5 separate regions of the Mus musculus genome follow, and regions 1, 3, 4 and 5 are each linked to region 2. The links are chromatin contacts, called in public ChIA-PET, HiChIP or PLAC-seq and promoter capture Hi-C maps. All regions are on one chromosome and are shown on one strand. Each heading gives the region's core, a stretch centred on a gene start, on an enhancer-like site or on the middle of the called end of the contact. The rest is flanking DNA. Distances are from core to core; before and after follow the strand shown.

What was found. Promoter capture Hi-C pulls out the DNA fragments that hold promoters and counts their contacts. ChIA-PET counts read pairs in DNA pulled down with a chosen protein or histone mark. HiChIP or PLAC-seq counts read pairs in DNA pulled down with a chosen protein or histone mark.
Region 1: an H3K27ac HiChIP or PLAC-seq map of extraembryonic endoderm stem cells shows a contact between it and region 2, with 6 times the contacts expected there. The contact joins the promoter of Kat6a here to the promoter of Mrps31 in region 2. A contact is called at or near these places in 16 of 39 promoter capture datasets (the 3T3-L1 cell line, 3T3-L1-derived adipocytes, the C10 cell line and 11 more), 3 of 484 Hi-C or Micro-C datasets (embryonic stem cells, liver and pre-B cells), 9 of 115 datasets of contacts at active chromatin or transcription factors (effector CD8 T cells, embryonic stem cells, extraembryonic endoderm stem cells and 5 more) and 3 of 9 other capture datasets (adipose tissue, embryonic stem cells and liver).
Region 3: an H3K4me3 HiChIP or PLAC-seq map of bone marrow-derived macrophages shows a contact between it and region 2, with 3 times the contacts expected there. The contact joins the enhancer-like site here to the promoter of Mrps31 in region 2. A contact is called at or near these places in 4 of 39 promoter capture datasets (the C10 cell line, cranial neural crest, pre-B cells and 1 more), 2 of 484 Hi-C or Micro-C datasets (Sertoli cells and brown adipocytes), 1 of 115 datasets of contacts at active chromatin or transcription factors (bone marrow-derived macrophages) and 2 of 9 other capture datasets (adipose tissue and liver).
Region 4: a contact with region 2 is called in a promoter capture Hi-C map of hippocampal neurons, with 2.5 times the contacts expected there. The contact joins the promoter of Plat here to the promoter of Mrps31 in region 2. A contact is called at or near these places in 6 of 39 promoter capture datasets (cranial neural crest, embryonic stem cells, hematopoietic stem and progenitor cells and 3 more), 1 of 484 Hi-C or Micro-C datasets (pre-megakaryocyte-erythroid progenitors), 3 of 115 datasets of contacts at active chromatin or transcription factors (embryonic stem cells and extraembryonic endoderm stem cells) and 1 of 9 other capture datasets (adipose tissue).
Region 5: an RNA polymerase II ChIA-PET map of memory CD8 T cells shows a contact between it and region 2, with 17 read pairs. The contact joins the enhancer-like site here to the promoter of Mrps31 in region 2. A contact is called at or near these places in 7 of 39 promoter capture datasets (the 3T3-L1 cell line, the C10 cell line, cranial neural crest and 4 more), 7 of 484 Hi-C or Micro-C datasets (bone marrow-derived DN3 thymocytes, cortical neurons, embryonic fibroblasts and 4 more), 4 of 115 datasets of contacts at active chromatin or transcription factors (the 230-238 cell line, embryonic stem cells, memory CD8 T cells and 1 more) and 2 of 9 other capture datasets (adipose tissue and liver).

What each region holds. Positions count from the first base shown.
Region 1 is chr8:22,858,293-22,860,992 of GRCm38.p6, forward strand. It overlaps Kat6a (K(lysine) acetyltransferase 6A), which reads left to right and starts at 1,254. Exons shown (of 18, transcript NM_001081149.2): 1 at 1,254-1,340. It overlaps Gm46036 (a long non-coding RNA gene), which reads right to left and starts at 2,147. Exons shown (of 3, transcript XR_001778526.2): 1 at 1,962-2,147.
Region 2 is chr8:22,409,899-22,412,598 of GRCm38.p6, forward strand. It overlaps Mrps31 (mitochondrial ribosomal protein S31), which reads left to right and starts at 1,442. Exons shown (of 7, transcript NM_020560.2): 1 at 1,442-1,686. The coding sequence starts at 1,568.
Region 3 is chr8:22,881,227-22,883,926 of GRCm38.p6, forward strand. The region is part of intron 3 of Kat6a (K(lysine) acetyltransferase 6A); the gene reads left to right. Among named protein-coding and RNA genes, the nearest start is that of Gm46036, 22 kb to the left of the region's middle. Within about 2 kb of position 1,390, at least 79 of the 459 cell types and tissues checked have an H3K27ac peak or open chromatin away from gene starts, as enhancers often do. A contact at or near this core is called in adipose tissue, bone marrow-derived macrophages, brown adipocytes and 1 more, where this site is marked.
Region 4 is chr8:22,756,432-22,759,131 of GRCm38.p6, forward strand. It overlaps Plat (plasminogen activator, tissue), which reads left to right and starts at 1,291. Exons shown (of 14, transcript NM_008872.3): 1 at 1,291-1,397.
Region 5 is chr8:22,786,391-22,789,160 of GRCm38.p6, forward strand. It overlaps Ap3m2 (adaptor-related protein complex 3, mu 2 subunit), which reads right to left. Exons shown (of 9, transcript NM_029505.3): 9 at 964-2,770. Among named protein-coding and RNA genes, the nearest start is that of Ap3m2, 18 kb to the right of the region's middle. Within about 2 kb of position 1,356, at least 24 of the 459 cell types and tissues checked have an H3K27ac peak or open chromatin away from gene starts, as enhancers often do. A contact at or near this core is called in memory CD8 T cells, where this site is marked.

The sequences.
Region 1 (2,700 bases), core at 4-2,503, 450 kb after region 2:
CAAAGTTATGGCAGCGACTAGCAGGTGTTTTTTTCCTTTTTGGTAAAGCTATGATAAAATGAGGTGGCGGGGGGTTAACAGTCTAGGAAGGGGACATAAACCAAGTGCAAGGGTAGCAGCAATACAAGTCTCAAGCTGTTGAGCTTTAACGTCTTTCCAGGGAAGGGGTATGTGTGTGTGGGACTCAATCTCAAGAGTTTCTAGTGGACCAAAGACAAAGAAACAGGTAGCCAGTAGCGGAGAGGCTTGCCCTAGCCAAGAGTCTCTGCGGTTCAGCCATCAAACTGCACAGGGTAGGAAAAGAAGAGAAAGACCCAGGTTCCACAAGCAACCGTGCCATAATAGCTGTGTGACCTTGTCCAAGTCCTAGAAACCGAGCTCGGTGGGTGGTGTTTCTTATAAACATGTTTCCAAGGTTTAGTGACTTGCGGGCAGGGGGGTCAGTCAAGTGCCCTAGGTGGGCATCTTGTTGGCTGACAAGGAGTGTCCAACTTCGTGCCCTCTCCCCTTTCTAGCCAGACTATTCTTTGAACCACGGGGGGATGAGCAGCTGGAGTGCAGAGTGAGCAGAAAGGCGAAGGCAAAAGAAGGAACTCCTGCCACCCGCGTTCCCCCGCCCAGCCACGGAGCTCCCGAAGCCACTGTGTGTGTGTGTGTGTGTGTGTGTCCCCGACCCTGCAAGGCAGCCGCGGGTGCACGCCCCCGGGCGCTAACAAGGGCCTGGGAACCCGGGCGGACGCCGCGCGCCGGGAGCTCCGAGCTTCCTAGCTCCGAGGTTTCGGCGTCGCGCCGAAGCCGCCCCACCCAAGCGCCCGCCCGCCCGCCCGCCCGCCCGCCCGCCCGCTCCAAGTTTCCCGGGCTGTATAATCCGGGTGCACCTTCCGCCTGTGGCCTCGCCATTCTGCCCGATCGCTGCGCGTGAGAAAGGAGGAGGGGACGCCCCCAGCTGTTGGCCTCCAGCCCGGCCAACTCCCGCTTCCACCCGGGCTTCGGCCTTTTGTACCCGCCCCACGTGACCCGCCCAGCGGCTCCCTCCACCCCGCCCCCCGTGGCCCCGCCCTCCGGCCCTTCCCGGCGACGAGCCGGCTCTTCCAGCTACCGGCCGCCCCCCTCCCGCGCTCCTCCGCTCCCTCCCTCCCGCCCGCCCGCGCAGGCTGTTCCCGCTCCCTCCCCAGGCAGCCGTTCCCTCGCGACGCTCCCCTCCCCCCGCGGCTGTTCCGCCGCTTGGCCTCCCCTCCCCCCAGTCGGAGCTCACTGTCTCCAAGATGGCGGCCGTGTCAGTTTGGGGCATCTCCGCGGTCCGGCCCGGGCCCCCGGGATCCCGGCTGTCTTCCCCCCAGGTAAGGAGCCGAGGGGCCGCCCCCGGTCGCTCCCAGCTGCCGAGCCCGAGGCTAGGCCGCCCCGGAGTCTGCTTCGGCGCCTCGCGGGGACGGCGGGCCGCTTGCAGGCCCCGCCGCGGCCTGCGCCGCCTCCCCGCTGCTCTGCGCCAGGCCTCGGGCTGGGCGCCGCGGCCGCCCCCTCGCGTCCGACTCCGCGGCCCGGCCCGCGCCCGCCCTCCGGGCTCGCGCCGACGGGCCCGCCGCCGCCGCCGCCCTAGCTCCGCCGGCGGCCCACTCCGGGAGCCGGGGCTCCCTGGCGCCGAGCAGCCAGGCCGCGGAGCCTGGGGCTGCTGTGCGGGCTCGCCCGCTCTCCCTCGGGGGCGCGCCCGCCGTCCGTCCGCCCGCCCGCCCGCCGCTCCCGCCGCTCCCGGCGCCGGGCGGGCGCGCACTCCGGGCTGTGCGGAGTGCGCGGAGATCCGAGCGGGGTTGAGCGGTGCAGGGTGACAGCCTGGTGGGTGCAGTGGTCTGGAGCAGGCAGCACGTGTGGTGTTGTGTCTGTCGGACTGTCAGCCCCTAGCCGGGACGGGTGGCGGCGGGCTTGCCTGTCAAGAGCTCCGCGACTTTGGGCCGGACCTGCCCTACCTGTCAGGCTCCGTCACAGCCGGTGTCCCCCTTGCTGCTCTTCTGAGCCGACCCCTTGGAGCGAAGAGCTCGGAGGAGCTGGGGCTAGAGCTTACTATGCTCCTAACTCCACGTGATTTCATTGTTAACTTACTCTCCGGGCTGTGTTTCCATAGAATGGGACCGGCGAAGCGGTCCGCTGGCAAACTGCGGGGCTCTGCCGCTTCAAGTTTTTTTTAAAGTTCCTTGGGCTTTAAATCGAGGGCGCGCGCAGATGTGTTTTGGGTTGGGAGAGAGAGCGGGAAGGGCTTTGCGAGCCCGGCTGGTCTTTCTTTCTAGCTCGCGAGTGTACTTTCTGAGAGTTAGGGTTCAGATCTTCAGAGCGTTGGTTTGTGCAGACTCGCAGATTGGGGAAACTTCCGGCCGGAAAGACAATGTGTGACTGTCATTCATTCTTTTTCACCTGAAAACTCAGCCACATAGGGTGTTCCCACCTTCTTAGGTCTTAGTCCTGGTTACTTTAAAGTTAGTGTCTATATCAGAAACATCCCTTGGGTAATAATTCTGATGTTTGTCCTCGTAAAACCTCCACTAATATGAAGCACCCCTCCTGGGGAGGGGGGTACTTCTTTTAGTTAGCTAATTTTGAAATACATTTTGGCCCCGGGTGCTAATGCTTTTTTTCTTACTAGTACTATTTCATTCCTCATGTATTAGTCTCCCGTTTGCCTGCACACTGTTGGGAATAGTTGCTGAAGGG
Region 2 (2,700 bases), core at 192-2,691:
CATGATTCTTTGGGTGCCCGCTGAATCTGGAATTGAGTGGGGGTTTCCCCACTAGGTTCTATCAGTGTCAACACTAAGACATGTAGAAGATAGCTTTGATGCATCTTTATGTTGGAGGAAAATGGCATAAAATAAGTTTTAATTTAATGTTTCTGATATTGGAGGAATATACTTGGAGTTATAAACTACTGTGTGTTGTTGCTCCTGTTCTTACAAAGATATATTTGGCCAGTACAGAGAAATGCAATATATTTGATTATAAATGCCTTCTGCCTTGTAATTAATATAGTATATTATATATTAGATCTAACCTCAGTGATAAATGCATTTTGAAGCTTGAAAAGAGTTGTAATAAAATTGTCTGTACCGTTGCAAAAAAAAAAAAAAATCCCTGAGAAAATAACACTAGCTGGTCTGAATTCAATGGGTCCATGCAGGTACTCAGTTTCCATTCAGAGATTCATCAGGTGAACCGGATCTGTCTTGGATCCCCATATCGTGGCGCTATAATTGTCCATGTTAAAAACAAACAAACAGAAACCCTGGTACTCTTATCCTAAATGGAATGAGAGATATTTTATTCTGGAGCCATTTTGAGAGACTGTGGCTCAGATACACAGATCTTGATTAACCCAAGTTCCCACATTCAAACATGGAAGTAGTTTCATTAAATTTTTATAGTTTTACAGAACAAGGTAAATTATAAATCAAGGTTAAAGTACATCGGTGGGTATATCAGAGGAGTAGATACAGCAAGTTGGGGAAGCTTTTCTAATAGGTCTATAGGCCTAAGATTCAAAGGGTTAGTTCCAACAGAGGTGGCAAGGACTGGTTGTCCGGGTTGGGGAGGTGCTAGAACCAGCCCAAAATAAGATAATTAAATTAATTTCTAGACCTGCAACATTCCAATCTCTCTAAAGTACTACGGTTCTAATCAGCCGATCAGTCTCTGCAGTCACAACTTCTTTCCAGGAGTTCTCATCCACAGTCCCCATAAAAGAAGGCTCCAGCAACAACCACGATCCCTTAGCAATTTCCCTCATGTGCATCCATCAATATTGACAGCAAGTCCATCTTTAATTTGCACTATCGCTTGACTCAAATTATCTTGCTTATTTTGCAAATCCGTGGGATTGTTTCCTTTTAATTCATCGGAAAAGAGGTGAGGAACACCTAGCCCCAGACCTTGACCAGGAGCAACTGTCACAGAGACAACCGCTGCGGACTCGCCCCGTCACTCACGGAAGGGCAGGACAGGGAGTTCTGTTAGTTCTCTACGGCTCCAGTCAGCTCAGTTGTTCATCCTGTTCACTTTCTCCGGTCTGCATCTTTATGGAACCTCGATATCCACTCCATCCAAAAAGGAAGCAGCAGGATCGAGCCAGCCAAAGACCCAGGAACATAATGATTGGTCTCCGTTTCCTACCGGAATCCAAAAGGAGCGGAACAGTGCAGGCTGGAAAACATCTCGGAGGACATTTTTGGCAGAGGGACGAACCAGTTCAGCTGTGCACTTCTTGGCGCTTGTGCTTCCGGCTGTGCTCTGGTTTGAGTTTGTATTTACACGATGCTCCACAGAATCCCGGCATTTCTACGCCCTCGCCCTTTCTCGGGCCTCCCTTTGTCCTGTGGAAACCGGGACGTCTCGGTGGCTGTGCTACCCGCGGCTCAGTCCGGAGCTGTGAGGTAAGGTGGCCCAGAGCTATTGGCCGCGCCGGGCTTCCAGGGCTCGCTTGCCCTCTACTTGCCTTGCAGCGACATTTTTTTCCAGCCCCCGGGGTTGGATACTGTAAGCGTAGGCTCTTGGAAGCGGTTGTTCGAAGTGTGGGTAGAAAGAAATCGTAGAAGGACAAGGCAGCTTGTCCGATGCCGTGATGAGTGTGGCAAACAGCCATAACAACAAGTCTTGTTTCTTGTCCCGCGGTCTTTCTGCTGCAAATCTATCCCTCATCCTGCTTGCTGTTACTTCTCTTTGTACGGACTCGAAAAGAGAGGTCGTTTTCTTTCATCTTCTATGCTTCCCAAGAATTTTTATAGCCTCGTTAATGCTTCCCTCCTTTATTCCCTACTGCATTATTTAAAGTGCGTTTATGTCAGCTACCGATGTTGAGCTCCGAATAAAACAGTCCTACCATTCTGGACAGTAGTATACTTCCATTGAGGAGGTGATTCAAGTAGAGTGAAGATAGCATGGGTAAGCACAGAGTTCATTCTCTCAACAGATAACTAGAGGAGAGCAAATAGAGACATCTCGAAGTTGTAAGAGGTTCATGGTATTCTTTCTGGGCACGCCTGTCCTCAACGCCTATCTCAGTGCTGAAGCAAGATAGCAGTGGAGATGGAAAGGATCAACTCCGTGAAGGAGTCTGCACAAAATAAAGTGAACAGGATGTGACCTATAATGAAGTAACGGAGTGGTCAAAAGGAGTGACTATTTCTGCTGATTGCTCTAGAGAACTGACAGAAGGAGAAAGATGTTTCAGAAAGATTCTAAAATGTCTTAGCATTTTAAACTTGCAAGATGAATTTTTATTGTAGGATCCTACACTGCAGGGTGAAAAATGTGAAGTCAGTCTCTGAGGGAAGCCATGTGGTGCTTTTGGTGATGTTGGGGATTTGAATTCAGGGCTTCAAAATTAGTGGAAGCTCATGAGGTATTCTCAAAGAAAAAAAAAGCTCATATGAGCATTTAGGATAATA
Region 3 (2,700 bases), core at 140-2,639, 470 kb after region 2:
AGGCTTTAAATGTCATCATAACTGTTCTTAGGGAAGTGGAAGAATCTCTATATGTGTGCCTGTCTCTGTGTCTTTCGCTCCACACATATATCTCCATCTCACCCCACCCCCACACATACACACTCAAACACTAATACACACTGATACAAAGGCTCAGAGTGATTAGACTGAGACTGGTCACAAACAAGGAGTGCCAGGAGCCATGAGAAAACTGAAAAGGTCTGTAGAGGGGGTGTGTTTCACTGTCACCTTGATTGAAGTCTAGTAATGCTGATTTCAGACTTGCATGACACGTGAATGAAGTCTGTGTTTAGGCTTGGGTCTCATCTCACCTTTAAGATATATGACCATGTGTAGGCATACACTGAAGTCCTAAAAACCCTGAAACTTGGTCTCAAGCATTATTATATATATATATTTTTTTTTCCCGAGACAGGGTTTCTCTGTGTAACCCTGGCTGTCCTGGAACTCACTTTGTAGACCAGGCTGGCCTCGATCTCAGAAATCCGTCTGCCTCTGCCTCCCAAGTGCTGGGATTAAAGGCGTGCGCCACCACGCCCGGCTTCAAGCATTTTGAATAAGGGCTGCATTGGCTGTTTAAAACGCCGTTGTAATAAAATAGATAGAGAAGTATTTCATCATGATTCCTTTTTAAGTGTGTGTGTACCCAGACACACCTGTCCTCCTGTGGAGGCCAGAGGGCCTTTAGGGAGTTGGTTCTCCTTCCATCTTTACGTGGACTCTAGGAATTTAACTTGGATTATGTATCTTCTGTCATGATTTAAGCTTTTTACTTCCTAATGGTTGTTGTGTAGAGCCACTGTTCATGTGCTTTTTAAATCGTTTGATGAAATCTCCATATTTTTTGCTGTTTTTTAAAATTGATTATTTTTTCTTTATTTAATTTATTCATCTTTAATTTTTCTTTCAAGCCTTTATTCACCCACAAATAGCCCTTGTGCTCTAGGGAATTAGCAATATGTTTATATTTTTGTAGTTCTTGATGCTTCATGTTTCATTGCTAAAAACTTGTTTGTTTTATAGTTTTTAAAATGAGCTGTTCTTTTCTGGCTCCTGATAGATTTGCTTAGTAAGGGCAGTGAATTGGCCTTTAATGAGCTGGGTTGGATAGTTCTGAGATTGCAGTGACAAGAGCCTGGAGTGAGAAGATTATTTTGGTAATGCATAGGACCAACCCAGAAGGAGTAGTGGAGATAGAGTTGGCTTCTGGGACAACTAAGCTGAGAGTTAACTTTCAGAGTCCCCTATAATCTCCTTCCAACCCCCTCCCTCCCCCAGGAAATGCCTGAAATGTTGGGGAATGCTGAGCCCTGTATATACTAATTATTTTTATTATTGCACCCATCTAGTTAGGCGCACAAGGATTACTAATCAGTGTGGTATTTTGTGGCTAGAGCTGATTGTGGGTATCTAAATCCCAGGGAGCTGGCTGAGGCTGCTGTGCTCCCTGGATTCTCTCAGTGGGGGGCTTGAGATCTCTCCTGTCTCAGACATCTCCAAATGATTAGGATCAGAATTGGAAGTGTCTTTCTGCCTTAATGACCCTAGAGTGGAGGAAAATGTATCTTATACACAAACCTAGGGCAGGAAACCTGTAAGCAAGCTGGTTTTGGCTGAGTAGTGAGTCACATGTATATCCCTAGAGTCCTTGTTCTGGCTTGTTTGAGTATTTTAACTTGAATTAATGTGATGATGGGCTGCTGAGAGGGCACAGTGGGTAGAGACACTTGACCAAGCTTCCTGATTGAAACCCACATGACTGAAGGAGAGACCCAGCTCATGCACACTGTGCTCTGACCTCTGCACACGCACTGTGACGTGGAAGCCCGCTTTCCAGTGCAGTTTAAAAACATAGAATGTGAATAAAACAGTGGTTCCTGATAGTTTTTTTTCTTTGCCAGGAAGCAACCCTGTGTCAAAGTCAGGAACTCTGACTTTGATTCCTCTCTGAGTTCCTGTAAGAAATAGCCATTTTTCTTCCATATTCAGACCATCACCCTTGCTGTTTTATAGACACATCATCTTTTTTCTGCTGTCCTTATACATGCTGTGTTTTACTGCGCTAGATTTTCTCATCACTCTTTAGGTCTTTGCAAAGTGCCTGGCTTGCTTCACTGAAGTAGTTATCACAACTAAACAGTACTCCACCTGCCTCTTTATTGGCTTTTTCTTGCTAGGGCATAAACTGCATGAGTTATAGACAGTATCTTGTTTACTCCTGTCTTCATATTCCTCAAATAGATGGGGCATATGGTAAGTGCCTGAGGGATTTTGAATGAATATGAACAGCACATTAAAAAATAAAATAAAAGGGCCCAACCTGATATGAGCTTCCTTATGACATAGAGTTTGTTGTGTAGCTGGAGACACAGTAGCCATTGCAGTAGGCTTCAAGTGAGCTTATGTGAAGATTGCTGTACATGGTGATTTCTAGGGTTTTTTTTCCTTTAATAATAGTGATTAATTCTGTTACAAATCATGACACTAATATCTGCTTGAACAAAATAATTTCTGATAAAAGGTTTGTGTAGGAGAAAGGCAGGCAGAAGTCTTGGGCTTTTTGAACCCCATCAGAGTAAGCCAAGATTTTTGGCTGTGTATGAGATTTAGTAACTAATTGGGTACAAAGTTCATTTCTTGTTTTCTCATAGGGAACTGTACTGTTCTTTCACATGATGC
Region 4 (2,700 bases), core at 41-2,540, 350 kb after region 2:
TCTGCCCCCACAGGTGACACACACTACAGAGAGGACCCCCATTGCAGAAGCTAGCCTTAGGAACTCTTTCTTCAGCACTTCATTTTCTTATCCATCTGCCCCCAAGTTATTGTACTTGGAGCCCTTTGGAGCAAAGGGCTCCTAGGCAAGTTTCCCAGGATGTGATATCATTAAGATTTATTTTCACTCCCCCCACCCCACCCCCCTGCAATCCTTTGACTAAAATCAAAGTTCCCATTGTTATGGTATCAGCTTCCCATTTGTATTTCTGGCTCTTCAGTCTTGCTTCCCACCCCCCCCCACCCCCACCCCCCGGAGTCTGACAGGGGAAACAGACTCACAGGTGGTAGAAACACAAAAGCTGGGGTTTCGGAGGATGTGTGTGTGTGTGTGTGTGTGTGTGTGTGTGTGTGTGTGTGTTTATGGAGGGGAGTGTGCATTTAGCAAAACTCAGGGCACCTGTGATTACTGAGAAACCCTCCTCTCAGCTCCACGCCAGCCGAGATTGACAGAGGCCACTCGCCCACCCCTCTGATGTGCAAGCAGCTGCAGATGAAGACTAAACTGGAATTTTGGGTGACCTGGTGCCCCGAGACTGCCGAGGCTTTGGTAGGTTGTGAAAGGGTCATCAGAATAGTAGTTTTCAGGAGCTTTTATTGTCTGCCTCCGGGGTGTGGGGCTTAGAAGAAGGATGGCTTAGGATAGAATTTCAGGGTGCTGAGGCTGAGAGACCTGCCCATTTCCCCACTTTTCTCAATTCTCTGAGAGATCTCTGCTGAGATGCCGCAGAGAAGCACCTCAGTCTAGGAGAGCAGGTCAGAGGTAGGGAGCGCACCAAAAGTCATGTGCGTTCTATCTCCAGTCACACCCAACCCAGCTTATCATCATCTGCCCGGCCAATTAATTGCCCACGTGTCCTGAGGGGTAGTTGCTTCAAATTCCAGAAGACCTCTCCCCCATCCCCAACTGGGCGGGGCTGTTTAGAACTATAAACTCATGGGTCAAGACAGGAGCTTAGAGCAGCAGATCCTTACAGTTCCTTTTAGGCCTTTGAGACCGGGGTTTTAAAACAGGATGAGTCTTAAGTCCCCTCCAACTCTGAAAATTCCTGTGATTCGATGACATCAGTACGGTGAATAATCAAACTGGCGGCAAGCCAAGACTGGCTGTGCTCCTCCGCGCGCACTTCCTCCCCCTCCTTAGAGACACCGGCTGCTCCATTGGCTCCTCAGTCCACCCACCAGCAGAGGAGAAACCCCGCCCACACCTCTGGCCCCACCCCTTCTTCATCCTTCAAATTGGCTGGAGCTGTTCAGGGAGACAGAGCCTGCAGGAACTCAAGAGCTCAGCGTCAAGGAGAGGCCCCTGCAAGAGTGGGAAAGAAGCAAGCACTCTCGGTAAGTTAATTTCTGCCGGTATCTAACAGCTGACTCTTCTTCTGTCCCTTTAAAGTCTTTGGGGGCAAACTGAGCCAGTGAAGGGATGCTTAATGGAAGCACAGACAGAGGACCAGCCAGCATCATCCAGGGTTCTTTGCAATGACCCTGGGTAAGCTGAGGTGAGAGGGAGAGAATGGGAGAGAGGTGTCTCTTGCAGAAGTTTTGCTTGCACAGGGGAGAAAGCAAACAGAATGACTCCGGTTCTTTCAACAGACAATGGGAGCAGCACTAACGGGCAGTAACTAGATTCAGCTGCCTTCCTGAGCTGAGAAGCCAGAGTTGTATGGCTACCTTCTGACCAAGGAACACACTAAAAAACAGGCTGGGCATCAAGGAGGGGGCATTTTGCCTGGGCAGCATGATTAACTAGGCTGGCAGAGAGAAGCTGAGATTTTTAGGAACCTCTCATTACTAGTGGGAGTCAGGATGCAAAACCTCTCGTCTCTCGGGAGTTCATCGCATCCTCTCTTCCGTTCTTCCAGTCAATCTCACCCTTGGACATCAAGCACAGATGTGTTTGCTTTTTCATGCTGCAGCTGGAAGAGTCTAAAGGCTCTCTGGATTCCTTCAGGACCTTTGTTTTCTTAACCTCACAGAAACAGCGGGAGGATGGATGGAGTGGGGGGAGGGAGAGATGGTGTGGGCGTGGGAGGAAAGTATGCAGCGCTCCAAGATAACTAAGGACGAAGCTTCAGTGCAAAGAAAAGCAGTAGCAATGCTTTAATTTGATGGCCAGCTTAGAATGATGCCGTGGTCTTCCGCAGCTGATAATGGGGCAGGGGCATATACAAAAAACGTGTGTCTGTTGTGGTGGTGGATATTTAACAATCCTGCGAGCGCGTCACAAATACAACTGGAGTACACTTACAGAAAAATACAGCTAGGGATTTTCACTGAGATCCAGACGTGGCCTGTCCAGAACAAATCTATGCAGGTCAGTGGAAGGTAGAGTGGGCACAGCCAGTGAGGGTTAAATAATATTCAGCCCCAGACCAGATACTGGAAACACTATAATGTAAACAGTCCCTCTGACCATCCTGTTCAATCCACCTAAAGTGTTTTTAGGAGAGCCAGCCTGTATCCTGGCAGGGGCAGTACTAGCTGCACCCCCCCACCCCGGACCAACTGGATTAGGACGGAGTTTCCAGGACACCCCCAGATTATTTGGAAAGTCTCCTGTGAGTTCTACAGCAGCTGGCCTGCTCTCTCCCAGACCCAGGATGCTTGATGCAGCCGGGAGGAGCAGAGGAACATCTATATT
Region 5 (2,770 bases), core at 106-2,605, 380 kb after region 2:
GCTGAGAGAGGGTCTCTGGGAAAAGAATCAGAGGCGGGGATTCACCACCAGATAAGGAAGTGGTTGTAGGTACCGAGAAGGTGGTTGGACAAACTGGGACAGAGAGAGCGGCAAAGAACTAATCACATGGTGTGTCGTGGGCTAGGATAAGGTTAAGTTGAATGAGCTAGATGGGAGATAGCCCAAGCTAAAAGCGTAAGCTATACTAGAAATCAGTAAGTCCCTACGTCATTTAATCTCTGGCAGGTCCAGAAAGTCCTGCTATAGATGTCTAGAAAATTGGTTTAGAGAGTTATCAGTGACTACTCGTATCAACTGGCAGCATTAGACTCCACCTGGTGCTTGGAATGAGACTCACTCTTTATAGGCTCTGTGTTTGGATTCTTGGTCCAGTTGAAAAGGATTAGAAAGTGTGGTCTTATGGGAGTAGGTGTGTCGCTGGGGGGTGAGCCCTGAGGCCCAAAAGCCCATGTCATTCCCACTCTGCTCTCTGCCCCCTACTTGTGGGTCAAGTGGTGAGCTCTCATCATACCTGCCATCTTGCCTTTGCTCCGGCATCACGGACTCTAACCCTGTGGAACTGTAAGCCCAATTAAACACCTTCTTTAATGAGTTGCCTTGGTCGAGGTGTTTTGTCCCAGCAATGGAAAAGTAAGTAAGATGCCCATCTCCCTCAGAAAAACCTCTACAAGAGACACTTGGGAACTGGCAGCTCCACCCTCTGCCCGTGTGGCACACAGGAAAGGACTGGCATGGGCACCTGGGGCTTTAATGGCTTTGCCTTTTACAACCTGGAGAAACCATTAGATTCCTCTAGACCTTAGCTGCCACCAACCTTACAAACAGCACTAAATGACCCATCTCCCAGGGTAGCTGGAGACTCACACTCTACCCAGAGTTTCAGATGTCTCAAATGAGTGCCTTCTACTTAGTGAAGGGTAGTCTCAGTAACCAGACATAGTCCCCAGGACTGGTAAAGCTTTATTAAGACTTTAACATGGACCACACACAGAGCGAGCAGCTATTAAGTTTCCCTGCACAACCTTTGCTGACAATCACTGGGTGGGGTTGGCGAGGCTTGGCAGTACCCATGATGCCTAGGTCTGCTGATCCTATACTCCCAACACGGCCTCCTAGAAAAAAACAAGCTATGCTGTGCTCGAGGGGATAAATGAGCTGCACTCACTAACTTAAACGCGCTCAGGGTCCAATATACATAATTCCCTGTGACCCAAGAAAACTTGGAATCCCCACCCCCAGAGCCTGTGAAAGTGACCTGCAAAGTGTGTACCCTCCACAGCAGGGTGTGGGACACTCATGCAGATCCTGGTAGGAAACATCTGATTGCACATAGCACAGTTCAACCCCACGAGGAAACCACAGAGAAACTCTACTCGGCAGCAAAAACAAGTCCTGACCGCAGCAAGAGAACACTAGCCAAAAGATAGAAAATAAGTAAGTGAAGTCCAAGTACTTAGAAATAGGACTTCAGAGGAGAGCCATGCAGACTGAAGGAAGCCGGTCTCCTTCTCCCTCCAAGCACAACACAGAGGCAAGTTGCGCCCTAAGCTGTAAATTAAAAACAACACACCCGCCTTTTATGTATTCAGTAAAATGACTAGTGGACACATTGAAACGAATTAAGAATACTCTGTGCTCCTTCAGCGGCTATGGTTTAAACTGTGGACTACTCGTGGTCAACACAGCCTGCCCTCCTATGGTATTAATTTTATTCAGAGGTTCAAGACACTTTTTGTTTTGTTTTGTTTTTGTTTTAAGTGCGGACTGGGAGCTATTTGGGAGCTGTCTGTCTGTCTGTCTGGGAGCTGTAGCCGATAGGTACAGACAATGGAAAGCAGCTTCGTACACTGAATGTCCTCAGTGGGCTCACACTCACTTGGGGATTCTGATGGGACCTTCAGACAGGAAAAGCAAGGCCCAGGGCCAGTCCGGCTTCACAAACATCAGTGGAGGTCAGGGAGCATGGACATGATCCACTGGGTGGCGAGTCCCCCACATCAACTCCACCACTATCACTCATAAAACCTGCCTGCACCGAGCACTGCTGTTTTGGGAGCGATCCCACTGAGGAGTCAGATAGCCAGCAAAAGTCTGTACGCCGCTCTAGCAGGTAACCTTCCCAACAAGACGACGGGCCAGCGCAAGCAGCCAGTGACAATCTTAAGAGCCAGGCTGTGGCACCTTAGTCTCCAAAGAAAGCTAATCCCAGTGCGGTTTCACGTCAAGCGTGGACTTGAACTTTCAAAGTCCTGGACATACAAAGCCTTTCTACACGTGAGAGGGGTCTGAAAGAAACTACTGCACTCGGCTTGTCCTAGCCTCACCCACCGGGGAGATTCCAATCGCTTTTCTCGACAACCCTTCACTATGGTATCTCTTCACACCAGCCTCTCAGTCCTGCCCCCCATCGAGCAGATCTGTCTTCATTGTGGGTGGTACCAGGATGAACCAGGACTCCAGGTCAGGGCTTGATCACCGAGGTACAACCCAGACCCATGAGTCAAATCTCAACTGCTCTTTCTTGGACTAACACCCATTTTTCTTCCGATCTTCTTTTTTCCCCTCTCATATCTTTCTATCTTAAAAAAAAAGAAATCAATAGAGACATCTTCCATTGGGTTTAGGTGACTGAAACCAAACATCACAGGCCGGTCTTTCCCCACGGCAACTGTGTTAAAAGTGATGAAATGCAGTGTCACAGGCCGCTGCTCTCCAGGCCACGCCTCCAGAACTCAGTCAGTGCTGCGCT